Regions from separate parts of the Mus musculus genome. Here region 1 is linked to region 2. The links are chromatin contacts, called in public promoter capture Hi-C maps. All regions are on one chromosome and are shown on one strand. Each heading gives the region's core, a stretch centred on a gene start, on an enhancer-like site or on the middle of the called end of the contact. The rest is flanking DNA. Distances are from core to core; before and after follow the strand shown. Region 1 holds the start of Tmem221 (transmembrane protein 221). Region 2 holds the start of Crlf1 (cytokine receptor-like factor 1).

Region 1 (5,476 bases), core at 640-3,139, 1.1 Mb after region 2:
GTCTGAGGCACAGCTCAGTGGGTCAGCACTTGTCTGTGTCCTAGATCCCAGGTTCCATCCACAATGGAATGGTGAAATCAAAGCCACACCCTCCCAGGGACTGGGCTGTGGCTCAGTGGGTAGAGCACTTGCCTGGCATGCACAGGGGCTGAGTTCCAGCCTCAGTGCCTAATAAACTGGGCATCATGGTGCCTGGCATTGCCCTGCTGTGGAGGCATGAGGACCAGGAGCTCAGAGTCATCCTTGACCACATAGTGTTTGAAACCAGTCTCGGATACATGAGACCCTGTCTAAAAAAGCAAATAACCAAAAGCAAAAATCAAAACAAGACGGCTTGGGGGCTGGGATGTGGCTCTCAGAGGTTAAATGCACTGGCTGCTCTTGCAGAGGACATGGGATCGGGTCCCAGCACCTCATGATTCTGAACTGTCTGCTGCTGCAGTTTCCAAGGAATCTGTAGTCTCTGACCTCTGTAGGCACTGCACACACAGACACCACACACACCTCTCCTCCCAAGGTTTGGGAGATGAAAGCAAGATCAGACGTTCAATGTCAGCCTTGGCTACAAGGCAACTCCCAGGCCAGTTGGGCCTACAAGATAAGTAGTAATAATGATACATAATGAGCATTAACAGAGAACCCTCTGTTCACTCTAAGCACCAACTCTTGTATATATAATGATCTACTCACCACTCTTCAATTATGGGGAAACTAAAGCACAGAGTAAGAGAAACATATCCAAGAGAAAGTGTTGGGGCAACTGCCTGAACTCAGGCTACTGGTCCAGAGATCTGTGTGCACCCTGCCCCAGGTCCCTTGTCCCCCCATCACACACTACCTGCTAAGTAGACGGAGACCCCACAGCAGAACAGGCCAAGCGCTGAGTGCCTGAGGAGGCGGCAGTCATACAGAAACCAGTCCGACCTGGGGTGGGGGTGGGGGGGCAGGAAGGGGGACAGTGACCCAGTGACACCAGAAACCAAAGTTTAGAGTCTCAGCCCTCCACCTGCCTACCTACCTAGCCAGTCATCCAGCTGTAACATCACCGCATGTACCCCTACCCCCATCTATCCACGCACCCACCACTCATTTGCTTGAATCTACCAATTTCCAACCAGCACCAGACTTCCTTACACAGTGGAGGGTCAAAGTTGGGACAAGGGTGTGGTTGACTCAACGAGAGCATCTCATCGCATCCCCACTGTTCCAAGTAGAGTCCCTACACCTGCACCACCGAGCTCAGAGTCTTGAGCAGGTGACCAGGCTGCGGCTTGCTGCGTATCCACAACTGTCAGTCCCGCCCTTCCTGAACCCCGCTTCAGAGAGGAAAGCCTCGAGGTTGGGGTGCAGCTCCGATGACTGACATGTGTCCCCCGCCCCCATACACGGGAAGCACCAGCGCAGGAAGAAGGGGGCGCGCTGAGGCCCTGTTAGTATCACCCCGAGAAACCGGTGTGCTCTCGGAGTCTCAGTTTCCCTCTCTGTAGGTAGAGGCGGTGGTATCCTACCTGCCCGGCCCCGGCCCGCGTGCCAACTCGGCGCCCAGGTGACCACAGAGCGCGGCGAGCAGCAAGCAGCTAAGCCCGAGGACCTGTGCCAGCGCGGCCAGCGCGGTCGCCAGCGGCAGCAATGCCCCAGCCGCAGCTTCAGGTAGCCCGGCATCGGGGTCCAGCTCCGGGTGCAGCCCGTCGGTGCGTACGCGCCGAAGCTCCGCGCGCCCTGCCTGGAGCTGGAACAGCAGCTGCGCAGCCAGCGCGACCAGCACCGCGGCCGGGATGCCCAGTAGGGTCATCGCGGCCAGTACCCGACCTCCGTAGGAACGGCCCATGGCGCGGGCCTTGGATGGAGGGAGGCGGCAGTAGGCGTTCGGGAGTCCTGGGGTATGGACGCCACCGGGGCTCGAGTGCTGGTACCAGATAGGTCGTGGAAAATGAGCAAAAACTTGGGAGAAAGTGTTCTTTTACTGCGCGTCGGCCGAGGGCGCCTCCCCCGGGTGTGCTGGGGAAGGAGGAACTGGGGTTTTGTGGGGTTGGTCTGGGAGGGGCCATGCTAGGAGATCCCGAGGGGGCTCCACCCCTGTAGAGGGGTGGAGCCTAGCCCCTAGGTGAACCGGGAGACGAGGGGCGGGGTTGAACAAGCAAAATTTAAGAGGGGCGTGGTCTATGTGATGAGTGGGAAGGGGCGTGGCTAAGGCGGAGCTTAAGAAGGCTCCTGAAGGGCGGACTTAAGAGGACGGGCCTCAGGGACATCCCAACATCGGGGTCTGAGTCCTGTGGACGATGATGGGTGGGGTCCCCAGGGTGAAGGGACCAGAAAGGGAGTCTTGCAAGGCAGAGGTAGGAGGGCTCTAGTTCTGACAGGTGTTGGGGAGGAGAGGTGGGGTTTGGTTGAGCGGAGAACGCAGGTGGGTTGTGGTCTTGGGTCGGGGCCTGGAAATAGACTTGTCTGGGAGGGGGCGTGAATTGCCCCGCCGTTTGGATGGGTGGGGCGGTGTTTGGAGAGTCGGAGAAGTAGGCAGAGCCCAGGAGATAGAGGCGGGCAAACTGTGAGTACGGGGAAGTGGGGCCCAACTTGGTCTCCATAGCTAGTTCTAGGCCAGTCAGGGCTACCTATAGAGACTCTGTCTTTAAAAAAAAAAAAAAATTGTGGGAGGGCAACCGAGGAGATGTCAGGAGATGAAGCTCTGAGTCTTGCTTGGACTCAGGCAGGGTCACAAAGCCCAAGGATGGAGATCTTGATTCACAGAGTGCCTGACCCTGGAAACTGCACCTATGGCATAGACAGGCATTTTCCTGTCGCCCTGAGGACCAAGCTTCTAGTAGCTGTTTATTAAAATATCACCATCATCATCATCATTTGTTTTAGGTGTATGAGTGTGTTGCCTACATGTATGTATGTCTGTGCATGTCAGGTATCTGTGGAAGTCATAGGAGGGCTTCTAGGCTCCTGGAACTGGAGTTACAGATGGTTACTAGCCACTGTGTGGATGCTGAGAACTGAAACTCTACCCTTTGCAAGAGCAGAAATGCTGGTGCTCTTATCCACTGAGCCATCTTCTCAATGTGTATATATCTGAACAAATCAGGCACAATAACACAGGCCTGCCGTCACTGTCATCAATTCAGAGGGTGAGGCAATGGGAATGTGGACACTTGGAAGAAAGTAGGGACTACAAGACACTGTCTTTAGAAGTAAACAGAGGGGCTGGAGAGATGACTCGGTGGTCTGTTCCCAGAATCCTTATCAGGTGGTTTGCAACTGCTTGCAACTCCAGGGCCAGGGGATTCCACACCCTCTTCCTGCTTCTGGCCTCACCCTCACTCAGATATGCATATGCTGCTGAAAATATAATCAAAATAAAAATTAGGCTGGGTGGTGGTGATGCACCTCTTTAATCCCAGCACTTGGGAGGCAGAGGCAGGTGGATTTCTGAGTTCGAGGCCAACCTGGTCTACAGAGTGAGTTCCAGAACAGCCAGGGCTACACAGAGAAACCCTGTCTCGAAAAAACAAACGAACAAACAAACAAACAAAACAAAAAACAACAAAAAAGATCACTTTTAACAAATTGGAATGAAACTTACAATAGAGTATCCAGTTTTTACTCGCTGTTTTGTGTTTGTTTTTAAAGCACATTTACAGAGCAACCCTGCCTATATCTATCTAGTTTGGAAGCATTCTATCTCTTTAAGAGAGTCCCTCCTATCAATCATGCTCCACTGTCCTCAAGGCCCTGGCAGCTCCATTTGTGGCTGTCCCTGTTGGGGACACTTCCTGCCAAGTGAAGTGTTTTGTGTCTGGCTGCTGCCACTCAATCTCTGGTATGGTAGCCTGTGTCAGTGCTTCATTCCTGTTCGTGGCTGAGCAATAGTCCACTCTGGACATCCCACAGGTGTTGATCCATTGATCTATTGATGGACATTTGGGATGTGTCTACCTTTCAACCAGGGTCAGCTACAAAGCCAGGAACACACATAAGCAAGCCTGGGAGCCCAGCCGCCAGCAGTGAGGTTCTGAGTCACAACGCCGGTTCCCAGGCCAACTCCATCTCACGGTTGTGGATTACAAAGCAGATTCCCATGCAACTGTACACATTTTATTTCCTAAAAGGGGTGAGTGAGGATTTCTATTTCCTTTAATTAACATTTTAAATTTTCTCTTGGGCAGTGGTAGTACATGCCTTAAGTCCTAGCACTCGGGAGGCAAAGGCAGGAGGATCTCTGAGTTCGAGCCTACAGGGCAACACAGAGAAACCCTGTCTTGAAAAAGCAAAATAATAATTTTAAATTCTCCATTAATTACTCTTTGAGGGGACATGAGTGCAAGTCAAGGGACAACTTGTTTGAGTAGCGCTATGTGGGTTCCCCGGGATCGAATACAGGTTGTCAGGCTTATTCAGTCTTGAACCTGTTTCCCCCACTACTCCCTTGGGAGCGGAGGCAGATGAGAGGTTGGCAGGGTCCGATTCCCCTGGTTCACAGCTTTCTTACTCCCTCTAGTCAGATTCTTGATCCCAGAAAGTCAGGTTTGCAAGCTTCCGTGGACTTGCTTGGTGCAGGAGGGTTTTAAACTCACGCACTATCCCGATTCGGTCGCCAGGGGACGCCGTAGGCAAAAGCAAAAACATCGCACACACTTAGCCTTTGAGAGAAACAAGGGTCCTGTCCGGAAGTCTCAGAGGCTTAGATCGAGGTCTCACCTAGCCGCAGCCGGCCTAGTGCTCTCTCTATGTAGCGAAAAATGGCCTTGACCTTCTGCACACACACACTTTCTTCCTTCCTTTCTTCCTTTCTTTTTTCTTTTTTCTTTTTTGTAGGTGGCGGTAGTGCATGCCTTTAATCCCAGCACTTGGAAGACAGAGGCAGGAGGATCTGAGTTCGAGGCCAGCCTGGTTTACAGCACGAATTCGAGGACAGCCAGGGCTATACAGAGACCCTGTCTCAATACAAAACAAAACAAAATCCCAACTATTTTTGCTAGATATACTCATTTGTCACTGTGTGGGCATGCACTTACAATCGTGTGTGTAAAGAACTGACTTGCGGAAGTCAGTCTTTCTTCCACTCAGTGGGTTCCAGGAATTGAACTTGGGTTGTCAGTCTTGACAACATGAGCCTATCTGCACAGAGTCAGCTTGCTGGCCCTCTCTTGCAACCAGAGCGCTGAATGACATGGGTGCATCACAGAGTGCGCCTGGCAGGAGTGCTTTTTTGCTTCTTTTGTTTTGTTTTGGATGGGAGTTTTGAGTTTGGGGTTCTATGGATTTTTAGTGCATGATTAAGACCTGGGAATCTTGCTCAGGGTATCTGTTCGTGGGAGTCTATGTTCTTTCAAAGACTAGAGGAGATCTGGGAAAGAAACCTCTTGTCTCTTTTTGGCTGGCATTCCAGCTACTCTTCCACTGAGGCATGAGAATGGTGAGTTCAAGGCCACCCTGGGCTGCTGTTTAGGGAACATACTGAACTTAGAAGAGGACA
Region 2 (5,223 bases), core at 2,459-4,958:
GCTGAAAGTAAGTTTGTTGGCTTCCAGCACCCCCTCCTTTTCCGCTCCCCGAGGCCGCTGGGGGTAAGCGGAAGAGGACTTGACCCCGGCCCCCCAGGTGAGCCCCGACGCCCCTCCTGGCGTTCCCGGGGGAGCTGGCCCAGGTGAGGGGCGGGCGGCCGGCGGGCGGCCGGGGTCGGATTTCAGGAAATCCGCCGACATTCCTTCGGGGCTTAAGAGGGAAAGTTGACTCGCCGCCGCCCCGCGTTCCCCCCCCCCTCCACTTCCTACCCCCCGGGGCGGCGCGGCGGGGGCGGGGGGCGCTGTCCGCGTGAATCAGCGGACTCCCGGCGTCCGGGAAGCAGCCACCCGGTCAGGGCAGGCCGCAGACAAGCGCCCTTTGTCCCTGGCCGCCTTCGTCACGACCCTGCTGACCCCCACCCCCAAACGGAGTCCAGCCCGGCAAGGCAGGGTGGCGCCGCTGCCTGCTGTCAAGGGAGGAGCGATGAGAGGAGGGGTGCGGTGCTTCCCCCATACGACTGGCTATCCTGGGACTCAGCAACAGTCTTTTGAGGATGCAGAGGAACAAGGACCACAGACTTGGTTGGCCCCAGAGCACCCAAATCCAGACTGGGACCTCCCCACATCCATATCTAGTACTTAAGTTGCAAAACACTATAAAATTGAGGTCTGGTGTCCCTACTGTCTAGGCTGTCCCCGGGAGAAAGGCTGGAGCACCCATAGGCCCTCAAGCAGACTCTCAATACCCCATTGCTCAGAGCGCAGCCAGGTACAGGCAGGAGGGGGAGGGCTGCTCCTGGAGGAATGGTCGGTCACAGGGAAGGGCAGGTCCCCGCTCTGCCCTTCTGAGTCCGGCAGGCTTTGATTTTTACTGGCCCTGCTGCTCTAGCAAAGCTTTAGTGGTTCACATTTGGGAATCTGAGGCTGGGGAAATTTCTCTGATTTAAACCTGCCTTGTTCCTCCACAGGAGATTCCTGGGTAAAATGTTCAGGGCTAATAAAGAGCCCTTCCACCCACCCCTTCTAACATTCCCAGCCACCTTCAATGACTTAGGTCAATATTTGTCAGAAAGTACACCATAACTACCTTCCTTTCCTAAGCAAAGAAAGGCCTGGACTGGCGAGGAAAGAGTTAATTCCACGGGAACACAGGGAAAGGATGGGTGCACCTTAAGGCCAACTTCTTTGCCCCAAAGGGTAAAAAGGTCATCCAGAGGGTAGGGGTTAAACACCAGAGAGGGCTGTGCCAGTTTGGGTCAGACAGCTAAGAGGGGTGTGTGCAGTACCCTGCTCTGAAACCCAGCGGCAGGACACTAGCCGATGCTGTTTTCTGGCTTCTTGGAGGGACAGGATTCTTTTATGACTTTTTCTTTTTGTATTTACTGAACTCCTCTGGCCCTCGCTTGGCCCAGCAGCATGGAATCTGGGAAGCCCTCAGGTATTCAGGACTAGCAAAATGAAGTAAGTGGCTAGAGAGCAGGCGCTTTCAAGAGCTGTGCTGCAAAGACGGTGAAAGAGTGAAGGTGTCGCTGGGGAGTTGTGGGAATTCACAAAAGGCGCGAGGGAAGTTTTCCCCGAAGCCACAGGCAAAGAAGGAAGGCTCCTGAAAACAACGAGCCCAAACAGCCAGCGAGCTGGAGAGGGGAGCATCTGGTATGGGCACGGGTGGCAAGGCAGAGTTGGGTCTCATTTCTTTCAAAGTCCCTCTGCCTGTGACGAAAACAAAGACTGAAGGAAGACGGAAGGAACCCCAGAGGAGGGCCTGCAACATCCCGGGAGGCGGAAGGAGCCCAGAGGAGGGCCTGCAACATCCCGGGAAGAGGATGAGGGGCCTGGACCAGGAGAGGGGTGTGTCAGAAGCTCAGGATGGGGGTGTGTTTTGGAACCAGGGCCAACCGGATTGCTGATGGATTGTACGTATGGGAAGAAGGGGAAAGCATTCAGTCACGCAGCTCCCAGGTCGTTGCCTGCAGCACCTGGGTGCATAGGGGAAGTTAGCCCTTTCCACCCGGGACTGGGAGGAGGAGCATTCGGGAACAAGTAAAATAAAGATCTTTGCTCCAAAAGCCTCCCAGGAGTCGAGATTCCTACCTCTCTACCTATATGGAGACCGGAGCGAATAGGCGTTGTGGGGGAGGGGCGGCAATGGTCCTGGAAATGTAGCCAAGACCCAGGTCTCCACAGAGCCTTAGGCCACCTGGCCACATTTCTCAGAGGAGACCTGCAAGCCAGTGCCACCTCTGCATCCCACCGTGCTAATCAGGTTTTAAGTTTGGGGGGATTTTCTTTCCCGTACTTGATTCTTTACACGTAAACTTTTAAGTTGGTCCCAGATTAGCCACTGTACAAAAGAAGAAACTGAGGCACAAGTGGCCTAGTTTGCCCCCAGCAAAATGGCAGTGGCCGAATTAGTTTTTATTTCTCTCCTTTGTCATTTGAAGCTTCTTGGAGGACCTTTAAGGAAGGGGCTGAGCCTCCAAGGGAACGGCTGTATGGGAGAAATCGAGCCCTTTACTCTCAGGGAGCTGTGGCTGGGGGCCTTTACCAAACCCGTGGGGTGGGACCACCCGGGAACTCGCATTTCAAGCGCCGCCCCACCAGCAAAGACCTTGCAGGCCAGAGACCTCCCTTCGTGGGCATCCGGATAGGGTGGAGACGAAGAAGCGATCAGAGAGATGAAATGCCAGGGCTGGGTTGGTCCGGGAGGGGTCCCCAAAACCCCAAACAGTGGCCAACAAAAATAACCCAGAGAAAAAACTCTGCGCTCAATCAGTGATAATTCTGCGTTGCTCGGGGCTGCCCGCGTTACCTGAAGTTGGCGGGCGGCGGCCGCTGCAGTGATTACTCACCGCGTGGCGCACCCCACCCGCGGGCCGCTGAGTGGATTTTTCCGTGGGGGGATGTGAAGAAGTTTAGGGAGAACTCTTCTGCACCGATGGGAACTAGGAATGCAGGGTTCGGTCCCGTTCCCCAAAGGACACACCTCTCCCCATGAGCCCACTCATAAGGGCTCCCTGCACGCGCTCCGGGACATCCCCATATCCAATACCCGCAGATATGATAGTTGAGAAGGGACCAGAGGCCGGAGACTCCCTCCCTGCCTTCTGGCTCCCCCCCCCCCGCACGAAACGAGACTACAGCGATGGGAGAGGTGGCATGAAGGCTTAGGGTGGGGATCGGTAGGACCCATGCACCCAGAGAAAGGGACTGGTGGCAACTTTCAAACTCTCTGGGGAAGGAAGAAGGGCTGAAAGAGGATGAACGGGCTCAGGTACTGCTCAATGTGTGTGTGGCGGACCAAAGTGGGTATGGGGGCCCCGTAAGAGGGGCGGGGAAGGTGGATAGGAAGGATCCCGGTAGACTGGAGGGGATCCTGGAAAAGCACCAGGGCTGCGAGCTAGGAACCCATTCGGAGTTAAGGGTACAGGATCCCAGATGAGGGGGTGGGAAGCCTGGGACGGGCGGGACCAGAGAGGGAGGTCCCACGGGCTGGTGGGGAAAGAGTGGGGGGCTTCGCGCAGGAGGATGGGACGTTCAGGAGTGGTAACTGGGCGGAGGCCGGCCGGGCGGGGCGCGCGGTGCCCGCGGGCGGTGGGAAGGCCGGTGCGGGGCCCACGATCAACCCCCCCCCCCAGGGGCCGGGCCGGGCCGGGGGCGGGGCCGGGCGGGGCGAGCGGCGCATTAGCGCCTTGTCAATTTCGGCTGCTCAGACTTGCTCCGGCCTTCGCTGTCCGCGCCCAGTGACGCGCGTGAGGACCCGAGCCCCAATCTGCACCCCGCAGACTCGCCCCCGCCCCATACCGGCGTTGCAGTCACCGCCCGTTGCGCGCCACCCCCATGCCCGCGGGTCGCCCGGGCCCCGTCGCCCAATCCGCGCGGCGGCCGCCGCGGCCGCTGTCCTCGCTGTGGTCGCCTCTGTTGCTCTGTGTCCTCGGGGTGCCTCGGGGCGGATCGGGAGCCCGTGAGTACCGTGCGCCCTGCTCCCCACCTCCCCAGGGAAGCCGGGATCCGGCGCCCCGGGGGGTAGTCGCGGGGGATGGAAGAGGGGGCGCGAGCGCCACCTGGACGTCCCGGGAACAAAGGAAGGCGGCCCTCGGGGCGCCCTCACCTGTGGGGCTCATGGCACCACCACCCAGCCTCCCAAGAGTACCCCGTTATACATCAGAGGCCTCTTATCTGTATCCCCTTTGCGAGGCTGTCTGGCCAGGCTCAGTTTGAAGGACATCGCAGTGTCCTGGGACCCCCCTCCTTCAGGGTGCTGGGACGCTTCGGGGCGCACGCCTGTGTCTTGGATATCAGAGCGGAAGGGAAGCCTCCCTGGCCGGGGACGCACGCTTGGGTGCGTTGGGTTGGGTGCTGGCGCAAAGTGGGGTCCCCTCCCCCATGAAGTGATGATCCCCGGGGGGAGGGTGGGGCGTTATCGTGAGCCCTCCTGTCCGCCTGGCATGCGGCCCGGCGTCCCTCGGGACTTGCCTCTCCGTGGGGTCGGCGCCGCCCCCTCCCCCCTATAGCAGACTCCATGCTTTGGTATCCTCGAAGTCCTCTCCACTGGTGGGGCTCACAACCGGTCTCATTCAGGCTGCGCTGGGTTGAGAGCCTCTAGCGACTGAAATTTCGGTGAGGAGCGAGAGCAAGCGTGTCCGGGCACCGCGAGCCCAGACTTCATTGTCTAAGGGGCACCCAGTGGGGGTCAGCTGCCGAGAGAATCCCACTGTCCCAGGAGGAACTCCTGGCCTTGAGCCCCCATCACCCAACGCACACATCCCCGCCAGGATGCGGTCTCCACATCCAGACCCTCTCTGGGACACACCCAAAGACACACAAAAGAGCCCCACTGGCTTATGTCCCGTCACCCTGCCCTCCGACGCGCGCTGCAGCCCAGATGCGTATTCGCACACCATCGCGGCGCTCGCATTCCATCCTCTACACAGACACACACACACACACACACACACACACACACACACACACACACACACGCACGCACACACACGCACGCCCGCACTCGTGGTCCCACATTTATTTCACAGGGGAGGCAACACCGGGGTACGCATATGGTTGAGTGCACTGGAGATCTTTCCCCACCACTCTCAGGACCCCATCCGGAGACACAGGCCACACCGCAGGGGCACCACGCTGCGCTGCTGCTCTGGGCTAGTAGTCTTGTGCAGTTTGTCCGCGGTGTCTGTGGACGCCCTCCCGCTCTTGTCAGGGGACAGGAAC

Evidence for each region. Promoter capture Hi-C pulls out the DNA fragments that hold promoters and counts their contacts.
Region 1: a promoter capture Hi-C map of embryonic stem cells shows a contact between it and region 2. The contact joins the promoter of Tmem221 here to the promoter of Crlf1 in region 2. A contact is called at or near these places in 2 of 39 promoter capture datasets (embryonic stem cells and second pharyngeal arch cranial neural crest) and 1 of 9 other capture datasets (liver).

The regions. Positions count from the first base shown.
Region 1 is chr8:71,556,982-71,562,457 of GRCm38.p6, forward strand. Tmem221 (transmembrane protein 221) reads right to left here and starts at 1,890. Exons shown (of 4, transcript NM_001100462.1): 1 at 1,509-1,890; 2 at 839-924. The coding sequence starts at 1,828. It overlaps Nxnl1 (nucleoredoxin-like 1), which reads right to left. Exons shown (of 2, transcript NM_145598.2): 2 at 3,574-5,476.
Region 2 is chr8:70,489,440-70,494,662 of GRCm38.p6, forward strand. Crlf1 (cytokine receptor-like factor 1) reads left to right here and starts at 3,709. Exons shown (of 9, transcript NM_018827.4): 1 at 3,709-3,961. The coding sequence starts at 3,838. It overlaps 1700020G03Rik (a long non-coding RNA gene), which reads left to right. Exons shown (of 2, transcript XR_870493.2): 2 at 1-1,252.